Linked DNA regions of Sus scrofa: region 1 is linked to region 2. The links are chromatin contacts, called in public HiChIP or PLAC-seq maps. All regions are on one chromosome and are shown on one strand. Each heading gives the region's core, a stretch centred on a gene start, on an enhancer-like site or on the middle of the called end of the contact. The rest is flanking DNA. Distances are from core to core; before and after follow the strand shown.

Region 1 (4,142 bases), core at 249-2,748, 330 kb before region 2:
TAAGACCTAAAAACCATAAAACTCCTAGAAGAGAACACAGGCAGAACACTGTTTGACGTAAATCACAGCAATGTTTTTTTGGATTTGTTTCCCAAGTCAAATGAAATAAAAGCAAAAATAAACAAATAGGACCTAATTAAACTTAAAAGCTTTTGCACAACAAAGGAAACCACTGATAAAATGAAAAGACAGCCTACAGAATGGGAGAAAATATTTGCAAATGATATGACAAATAAGGAGTCAATATCTGAAATACACAAACAGCACAACCAAAAAATGGGCAAAAGACCTGAATAAACATTTTTCCAAAAAAGACATGCATAGGAATGGCTAACAGGTGCATGAAAAGATGCTCAACATCATGCTAATTATTAGAGAAGTGCAAACAAAACCACAGATATCACTTCACACCTGTAAGAATGGCTGTCATCAAAAAGTCTACAAATAGGAATTTCCATTGTGGCTAAGGTTCTTAAGCAGGTTAAGAACCATGAGGATATGGGTTCGATCCCTGGCCTCGCTCAGCAGGTTAAGGCTCTGAGCTGTGGCATAGTTTGCAGATGTGGCTAGGATCTGTCATTGCTGTGGCTGTGGCACAGGCCAGCAGCTGCAGCTCCAATTCAGTCCCTAGCCCAGGAACATCCATATGTTGCAGGTGTGCCTCCCCCACCCCCCGCCACCCAAAGTGTGCAAATAACATGTTGGAGAGGATGTGGAGAAAAGGGGACACGTGCGCATTTTTGTGAGAATGTAACTTCTTGCAGCCACTTTGGAAAACAGTAGGGAGGTTCCTCAAAAACCTGAAAATAGAATTATCATATGACCCAGCAATTCCGCTCCTGGGTATATTTCCTGAAAACACTCATTCGAAAAGATGCGTGCGTCCCAGTGTTCCTAGCAACACTATTTACAGTAACCTAGATACGGAAGCAACCCCAGTGTCCATCAATAGATAATCGGCTTAGGAAGTCGTGGTATACACGTGTCATGGAATCTTACTCAGCTATAACAAGAATGAGGCTCTACCATTCATAGCAACGTAGATGGACCCAGAGAATAGCATGCTTAGCAACATAAGTCAGAAAGAGGAAGAGAAATGCTCTATGATATTTATACGGAAGCTAAAAATGAATACAAATGAATGTATGTAGCAGACTAAAAACCGACTCAGACAGAGAAAACGAACTAGTGGTTACCAGTGGGGAGAGGGAGGGAGGAGAGACAAGGTAGGGGTATGGGGTTAACAGATACAAACTACTATATATGAAATAAAAAAGCTACAAGGTATGTTTTACAGCAGAGAGAATTATACCCATTATTTTGTAATAACTTTTAAGGGTCTATAATCTGTGAAAATATCGAATGACTATGTTCTACACCTGAAACTGATATAATATTATAAGCCAATTATACGCCAATAAAAAAAAGAGCTGACTAGATCCACTTCCTTTTCAACAGCAAATCTCCCAAAATACAGATTGCGTGGCTCCTTCCTTGATCTTGCAGTGAGACTTCCTCATTTCTAGAACCGTCTTCATCTCCCTAAAACACACACCATGTTGGGTTGTCTCCGCACACTTTCAGAATCAAAGTACTCGTCTCCTACAGCACAAAGAGTTCGTCCTGAGAAAGCCACCTGGGAAGGCCTGAGGTCTTTTTAAGACCAGGGTATGTGGGACACGGACGGACCGTCCCATGGATCCGTCCAGTGGGCCTTCGGCAGACCCACGTTCTTTGGGGGAAAAGGGGAGGAGAAAGATGAGTAGCTCAGTGTAATGGCCACTGTACGTCTGGAGGAAACACTCCTCACAGCGACCTTCTGAAGCTGAAAAGACAACTGCATCCAGTTTACAGCTGAGGAGAATGAAACAAGTTCAGTCTTGGGCTCTCGCTGGGCCCCAGATGCTGGGCGGAAGCATGCTGCCGTGAACACAGGCTCAAGAGGCACTTCTTGATTTGGCTGAGCTTATGCTGTGCATTTCATCACCAGAACATAAAAAGTTACCGTTAAATTACAAATCTAACAGTGTAAATACTACAAATACCATGACGTTTTCAGGATGAAAACAAAGACTGAGAAATGGGAATTTCTTCCCCTTTGGTTAAAATGATACATTGTGGGACATTCCCGCTGTGGCGCAGCGGGTTAAGAATCCAACTGCAGTGGCTTGGGTTCAATCCCCAGCCCAGCCCAGTGGGTTAAAGGATCCAGGGTTGCCACAGCTGTGGTATAGGTCTCATCCGCAGCTTGTATTCAGTTCCTGGCCCAGGAACTTCCATATGCCATGGGTGCAGACATAATTTATAGAACTTGGTTTCTATGGATTTTCTTGTGGGCACCTTGCTAGTCTCTGAGGGGAATGGAGAGGGCCAGGAATTGGGGCAAATGCTGCCCTCCACAGGCTCCAGCCATAGCTCTAATTTCCAAGAAAGTAATGGGCAAAAGGGGAGATGGTGGCACTGACCAAGACCTCATGAGACCCACTCACAGTGTCATCCACTCTTCGGATGCTTTTTTTATGCCACACATCAGTTCTGCTGTTGGCAATGCCCTGAATTCTGAGTAGATTAGAGCGGTACATTATGTGCAGTTTTGCTTTATATACTCAATGCATTATTTATACTTCTATTTTCAGAACATTAAATTCTTTGCATTTTGCTACCCTCTTTCATCTACACTAAAAAGACTTACAGACTCAAGTGTCCTCTCAGGGAGCAAGGAGGCTTCTTCGGGTGTAAGGAACATGAAGCACCACTCTGCTCCCTTCTGGACATCTGCACAGAAATATTCGTGTACCCGGCATTGATTGAAACATACACTGTCTCCTTCACATCTGCATCTCCATGGATTTCTTGAAATCTCGGTGCAGTCCTGTGCTGTCTGCAGGCCACCTTAGAGTCCACACTGAGGAGAATGGTTTAAGGGAGTCGTCTACAAGGGAGTAGAATTAAGCTTAACTTATTTGTGTCTCCACGACTTGCATACTTATTCACTCGGCAGGTGGTCGTAAATACTAGAATCTGGGGGCGGAGTCACAGGAAGCAGATTATCCTGGTAGGATATTTAGCATTTATATCCTATCAGCGAGGACAGGATATCCTATCAGCTGTGTTTCTGTGACAGCTAGATACACAGCTCCTTGCCTATAGTTGTGGTTAGGTTTCCTAGGAAGATAGTGTTCCCTGTGAATGTCGGGGAAAGTGGGGCTGGGAGGTTGTGCACAATGAGCCAAAAATGGGACCGTTGATCTGAGATCTGAATAAAAGGAGATATTCACTAGGAGAAAGTAAAAACATGGGCGTGTAGGAAGGCTATGCTCCAGATCAGAGAAGTAGCTTCTAAGAGGCCCTAGAGGCTGGACGTGCACAGGGTTCAAAGAGAAGAAAAGCATCAGGGTCGGAGGTCTGCTCTGGACCGAGGGTATGTGTCCTTGCAACAAGCCTGTGTTGACTCCTAATCCCCAAAGTGATGGTGTCGGGAGGCGGGGAGGTGGTGAGGTCATGAGAGGGGGGCCTGCCCGATGGGTCCCCATGTAAAAGGGACCCCAGAGGGCCACCTCACCCTTTCCTCCAGGTGAGGACACAGTGCGAGGTTGGTTTGTAACCGGGATCCAGTCCTCACCAGACATCGAATCTGTGGTGCCTTAATCTCGGACCCAGTCTGCAGCGCTGTGGGAAGGGAAGGTTTGCTGTGTGAGCCCTCCATCTACGATTTGTTGTTAGAGCAGCCGGTGCTGACCAAGACGAAGGTCACAGCCAGAGAGAAGAGAGCTGGCAGTAGCTGAGGCATGCCGAGAACACCCAGTTATGTCTTTGTCTAGCGAGGCATCTCCGCTGGAGAGGCCGCGGTTTGATGTTTGCTGTTTAAAGCTCGCGTGGTTATGCATGGAGAGTAGGTTAGCGGGAGGCCTCGGGAACGCAGGGGTTATGTTAGGAAGCGACGGAGCTGGTGCAGATGAGAGCGGTGCGTCAGGGCTGCTGGACAGCCTTGGAAATTCGTCCTGAGGTGCATGTGACAAGACCCGGCGAGCAGATGTTCAGGGTGGAGGGTGGGACTTGTCAGGATGGCCCCCGGCTGTGTGGACTGTTGAGCTGAGTGGGTCTGGGGGCTGATCACCAGAGAGGGGTGGGGTGGGAAGCAG
Region 2 (4,847 bases), core at 564-3,063:
CCGGCCCTGCTCAGTGGGTTAAGGATTCAGCGTTGCCATGAACTGTGGTGTGGGTCGCAGAGATGGTTTGGATCCTGCATTGCTGTGGCTGTGGTGTAGGCCAGCAGCAGCAGCTCCGATTGGACCCCTAGCCTGGGAACCTTCATATGCCACAGATGCAGCCCTAAAAAGCAAAAAAAAAAAAAAAAGGCAAAGGACCTGAATAGACATTTTTCCCAAAGAAGACACACAGTAGATAATGGCCAATGGATACATGGAGAGATGCTCAAGGTCAGTAACCAGGGGAATGCAGGTCAAAACCGCAGTGTGATGCCACCTCGTACCTCTTGCGATGGCCATTATCCAAAAGACAAGAGATAACGCGTGCTGGCAGGAAGGTGGGGGAGGGAATAATGCTCTGTTCGTGGCCAGAAAACTGGTACAGCCATTTCGGAAAACAGTATGGAATTGCCTCAAAAGATCAAAACTAGGGCTACCCTATAATCCAGCAACCCCCCTCCTGGCATTTATCTGAAGGAAGTAAAATCACTATCTGGAAGAGATACGTGCAGTCTGGTGCTTGATGTGGCTTTATTCAAAATAGCCAACATTTGGACGCAACCTAAGTTCTTGTGGATGGGTAGATGGATAAAGAAAATGTGGGATAATAGCACAAAAAAGAAAGAAATCTTGCCCTTTGGGAAAACGTGGACGAACCTGGAGGACATTGTGCCGAGTGAAATAAGCCAGACGAAGAGAGACCAATACTGCACGAGTCTACCTACATGTAGAATCTAAAAAGCCAAACTCAGAGAAGCAGGGATGAGGATGGTGGGTATCAGGGGCCGTGGTGAGCGAAGTCTGGAGATGGGCCAGGGTGGAGACTTTCAGTTTTAAGAGGAGCAAATTCTGGGGATCTAATCTACAGTGTGGCGACACCCCCGAATCATACTACGTGCGCACTTGAAAGTTTCCAAGGGGGGAGATCTTATGTGTTCTCACCACACACACACACACACACACACACACACACACACTCACACACACAGCAACGATGTGAAGGCAATATGTTCATCAACTTGCTTGTGGTGATCGTGTCACAACCTACGCATGTACCAAACCACCACATGGTGCACCTTAAATATGGACAAGTTTTATTTGTCAACCATACCTCGGGGAAGCTGGAAAAAGTCAGTCATTTCTGAGAAAAACAACAAGCACAGCATATGCGTGATGAGGAAGGGGGTCTCTCTCTAATTTGTACCAAGACCCACATTGCCACTAAACCACAGACGGGTCTTGAGTGGTTGAGTGTGCATTACCGAAACGGTGAACTAGGTACTGGGGAGACACAAGTGTAATTTGCTGTTGACCTTCCAACAGGATGCCTCAGACCCAGCTATGCTTTGGTTTTTCTTCCTCTGAAGAGCTGCACGCCAATGGAGCAGATGGTGATTCGATCAGATGTCTATCCAGTGACTGCAATGCCCATGTTTAAATGAGACTTGTCAACCTTTCTACCTCTATTTCAATGACTGCGACCACGTCCTAGAATTACTCACTTTTAATTCTTAATCCAGTGGGTGAAAGTATACAGCAGGCATCCTCCTGAGCACACATGGCCTAGGTGAATCTCTGTTCCCACTGGTGGAGGAGAGGCGAGGAAGACCGCGTGGCAAGGAGGATGATGCCCACTCGGGTAGCAAGTGTTCACCCCGAACAAACCAGGCGCTGAAAGACCAGTAAATTATGTACAGGAGATCCAAGGAGACGTCTGGCCAGGCCGTGGGGATGACTAATTCTTTTTAGTAGCACATGGCCATTCTGAAGTTTCTGAGTGAGTCACATTTCCACTGTGGTTTTTCGCCATTTCCTTGTCTCACCAACTTTGAGAGTTAAACTCACATATTGAGAATTTCCTCAGAGGAAAATAAAATGATAGAGGGGTTGCATCTGCACCATAAAGGCAGAATCGCATGAGCTGCTGAAAAGATGGAACCAACCAGGAGAGGCCATAGCAAATGGAAACCCACTAAGAGAAAATGAAAGAAAAAGCCCTCAAAGACAGGCCAAAACTATATTTAAAGGCAACCCCAGTCAATCATTAAATAGCTTTTTTTCCCATTTATGGGGATTGAATAGGAACGTGAAGTTGAGTTTGGATAAGCTCTACAAATGGCAAGAAATGTTTCCATCTTTAAGCATAAAATCCAACTTTCTTTCATGGTCTTAAATGATAAAGTCATTCCCAGGCAACAAGGGCCTTGCCAGGGATGTACCTGCATATTACCTGGATGTTTGGCCCTGATGTTGGCGCTGCATGGAAGTAGCAGAATACATCTTTATAGTTTGGCTTTTCTATGTTTTCTTAAACTGGTGGGTAGAGGAAAACACAACCTCCCGGAGACCTTGAGTCTGATGGAAGGGCTCCCTCCTCCACCACCCGAGCCCCTCGCCTGCAGGGGGTCCTTTCTGTCCCACTGGTTCTCTTTCCACAGCCAATGAGACCTGCAAAGAGATGGGGCCTTGGCTCTGGTTCCCAGCACGCATCTCCAAAACCAGGCCTTTGCTTTCTTCCTCTCGACTCATAGGCTCTCTTCTTCCTTTGCTCTTTGATCCAAGCAGTGGGACTCTTTGGAAGTTTCCAGCTCTGTCTCTCTCCTGCCCTCTGAATTCTGACAGCATTTGCTGTTCGAATCACTCTGAGGCCTTCCCTTGATGCTTTGCATGTGGTCGTTTAGAGTCTCATGGGGAATCACCCACTAAACTCACTGGAGCGCTCAACAGGCCTGGACGTCATGGGGCCTGGGCTTTGGGTCCCCGTGTGTCCAGTGTTGGTTTGCTGGGGCTTCCGTAACAAAGACACGAACGACGTGTCAGACCTCTCCTGTCTCACTGTCCAGAGGCCAGAGTCCAAGGTCAAGTGCCCACAGGTTAATTTCTCCTCGAGGTTCCGAGGGAGAATCTGCTCCAGGCCTCTCTCCTGTGGCTGTGGTTTTCCTGGCAGCCTGCGGTTCCTGGGCTGGCAGACGCAGCCCCCAGTCTCTGATCTTACCGTCACGCAGTCTGCTTCCCCTGGGTGAGGCCGGGTCCTGATCCCCTTTCATAAGCACACGGGCCCCGCAAGGACCCCTTAACTTAATCCTCACTGTACAGACCCTGTCTGCACGTCAGGCCACAGCCTCAGGCCCTGGGTTGGGACGTCCACCTACAGCCCGACACTGGAGAGGCCTGGGAGGCCAGCATCCCGCTCCGTGACCGAAGCGCCCATCTCTCAGACAGAAAAACAGAGGATGAAGCTTGTTCCGATAAGACTCGGATTGTTGAACAATCCTAGCTTGTTTGCAGGTTTTGTTTGCAAGGTGGGGAAGCTTAGCCAGGTCGCTTTGTTCTCTGGCCTCAGCCCACCTCCTGGGACCACAAAAGCAGAAACAAGGCCTTTGCCCTCACATTCATCTGTCTGACTCCAAGATAAGAGGGATGTTTCTTTCTCTGTGTTCATTTTTAAATCTCACAGCTTATCTTAACAGGTCATTCCAGGGAGCCCAACCCCAGATGTGAAGTCGGGAGCATTCACTTCTACCTCTTCCGCTCCCTCAAAGTCACCACAAGGGGCAGAATAAAAGCAGAGCTTTCTTTTCCTTTTCCTTTTTTTTAGTTCCAATTTCTTTTACCTAAGAGTTAATGAGTTCACCTGGGTTTAGGGAGATTTGTAATGGATTTTCAAATCCTTGCTATTATTATTTTTATTATAATGTTGGATTATTAATACCAAGCTAAAAATGTCACTCGCTCTGCAAAATGAAGTGATAAGTACCACTTGGCTTTTAAGAGGAACATTATAGAGGCAGTCCATTAGGGAAATAATCTCAGGTTATAGCCAGCTCTCAAAAGACCTGGGAAATAAGGATTTAAAATCAAGGCACTTGCAGGCCATTATGACAACTAAATTGGTAAAACATACTAAAATCCTAGCATAATAGTGCTCCTTAGAGAATTGTGACAAATTGTATTAATATTGTATTTCCCAAAAAGTGAAAAAATTAAAGCCTCAGCTGAAGTTGCAGTGGCAACTGTCCGGTGCCGTGAAAGCCGAGGTACACAGACAGCCCCTGCCTGCACAGCTGTAAATCGTCAGGCTGGAAGGGATGTCGGGTCCTAAAAGGAGGGTCCCCTGATGGCCACTTGCTGACACTCTGAACAAGGGGCAGAAGTGCCACATCGTCACCAGGGCTCTCCTCACAGCGGCAGGAGAATGACAGCAGGCCCGCTCCCATCTGCAAAGTCGTGGGCTCCACCTGTCAGCAGCGGTCCGTGAGACGTGGGGGAAGGGAGGAAGAAGCCAGAAATCCTTGCCGGCTGGATGTGGGCGCAGAGGGAATGCAGCCCGGCCGCCGGAGGGAGGACACGCAGCTTCTTTGTCAACCCGCAGATGAGGGAGCCCCTCGTTCAGGCGAGCGCATTGACAGCAAGGCACGAGCGTGTTACAAGCGTAACACAAGATCAAATAATGGAGTTCCCACTGCGGCTCAGAGGGCTAAGAACCCAACGTAGTGTCCATGAGGATTCGGATTCCATCCCTGGTCTCGATCAGGGGGTCAAGGATCTGGCGTTGCCACAAGCTGCAGCATAGGCCTCAGCCGCAGCTCTGATTTGACCCCTAGCCTAGGAACTTCCATATGCTGAGGATGCATCCGTTAAAAAAAAAAAAAAAAAGGTAAATTGAGCGTGAGTTTTTGCACTCCCGAGAGGGTTTCCTTCTCCTGCCCAAATATGAAGCCCTGTGTGCCTGTGATCCATGCGCCTAAAGCCCAAAACGCGAGTCTCTCATTTTCACTTTAATTTTTTCATTGAGTCAAATGGCTTAA

Evidence for each region. HiChIP or PLAC-seq counts read pairs in DNA pulled down with a chosen protein or histone mark.
Region 1: an H3K27ac HiChIP or PLAC-seq map of alveolar macrophages shows a contact between it and region 2. The contact joins two enhancer-like sites. A contact is called at or near these places in 2 of 2 datasets of contacts at active chromatin or transcription factors (alveolar macrophages and skeletal muscle).

Annotation. Positions count from the first base shown.
Region 1 is chr10:66,086,668-66,090,809 of Sscrofa11.1, forward strand. No RefSeq gene overlaps it. Among named protein-coding and RNA genes, the nearest start is that of AKR1E2, 400 kb to the left of the region's middle. Within about 2 kb of position 1,499, at least 2 of the 83 cell types and tissues checked have an H3K27ac peak or open chromatin away from gene starts, as enhancers often do. A contact at or near this core is called in alveolar macrophages, where this site is marked.
Region 2 is chr10:66,419,433-66,424,279 of Sscrofa11.1, forward strand. No RefSeq gene overlaps it. Among named protein-coding and RNA genes, the nearest start is that of KLF6, 67 kb to the right of the region's middle. Within about 2 kb of position 1,814, at least 14 of the 83 cell types and tissues checked have an H3K27ac peak or open chromatin away from gene starts, as enhancers often do. A contact at or near this core is called in alveolar macrophages, where this site is marked.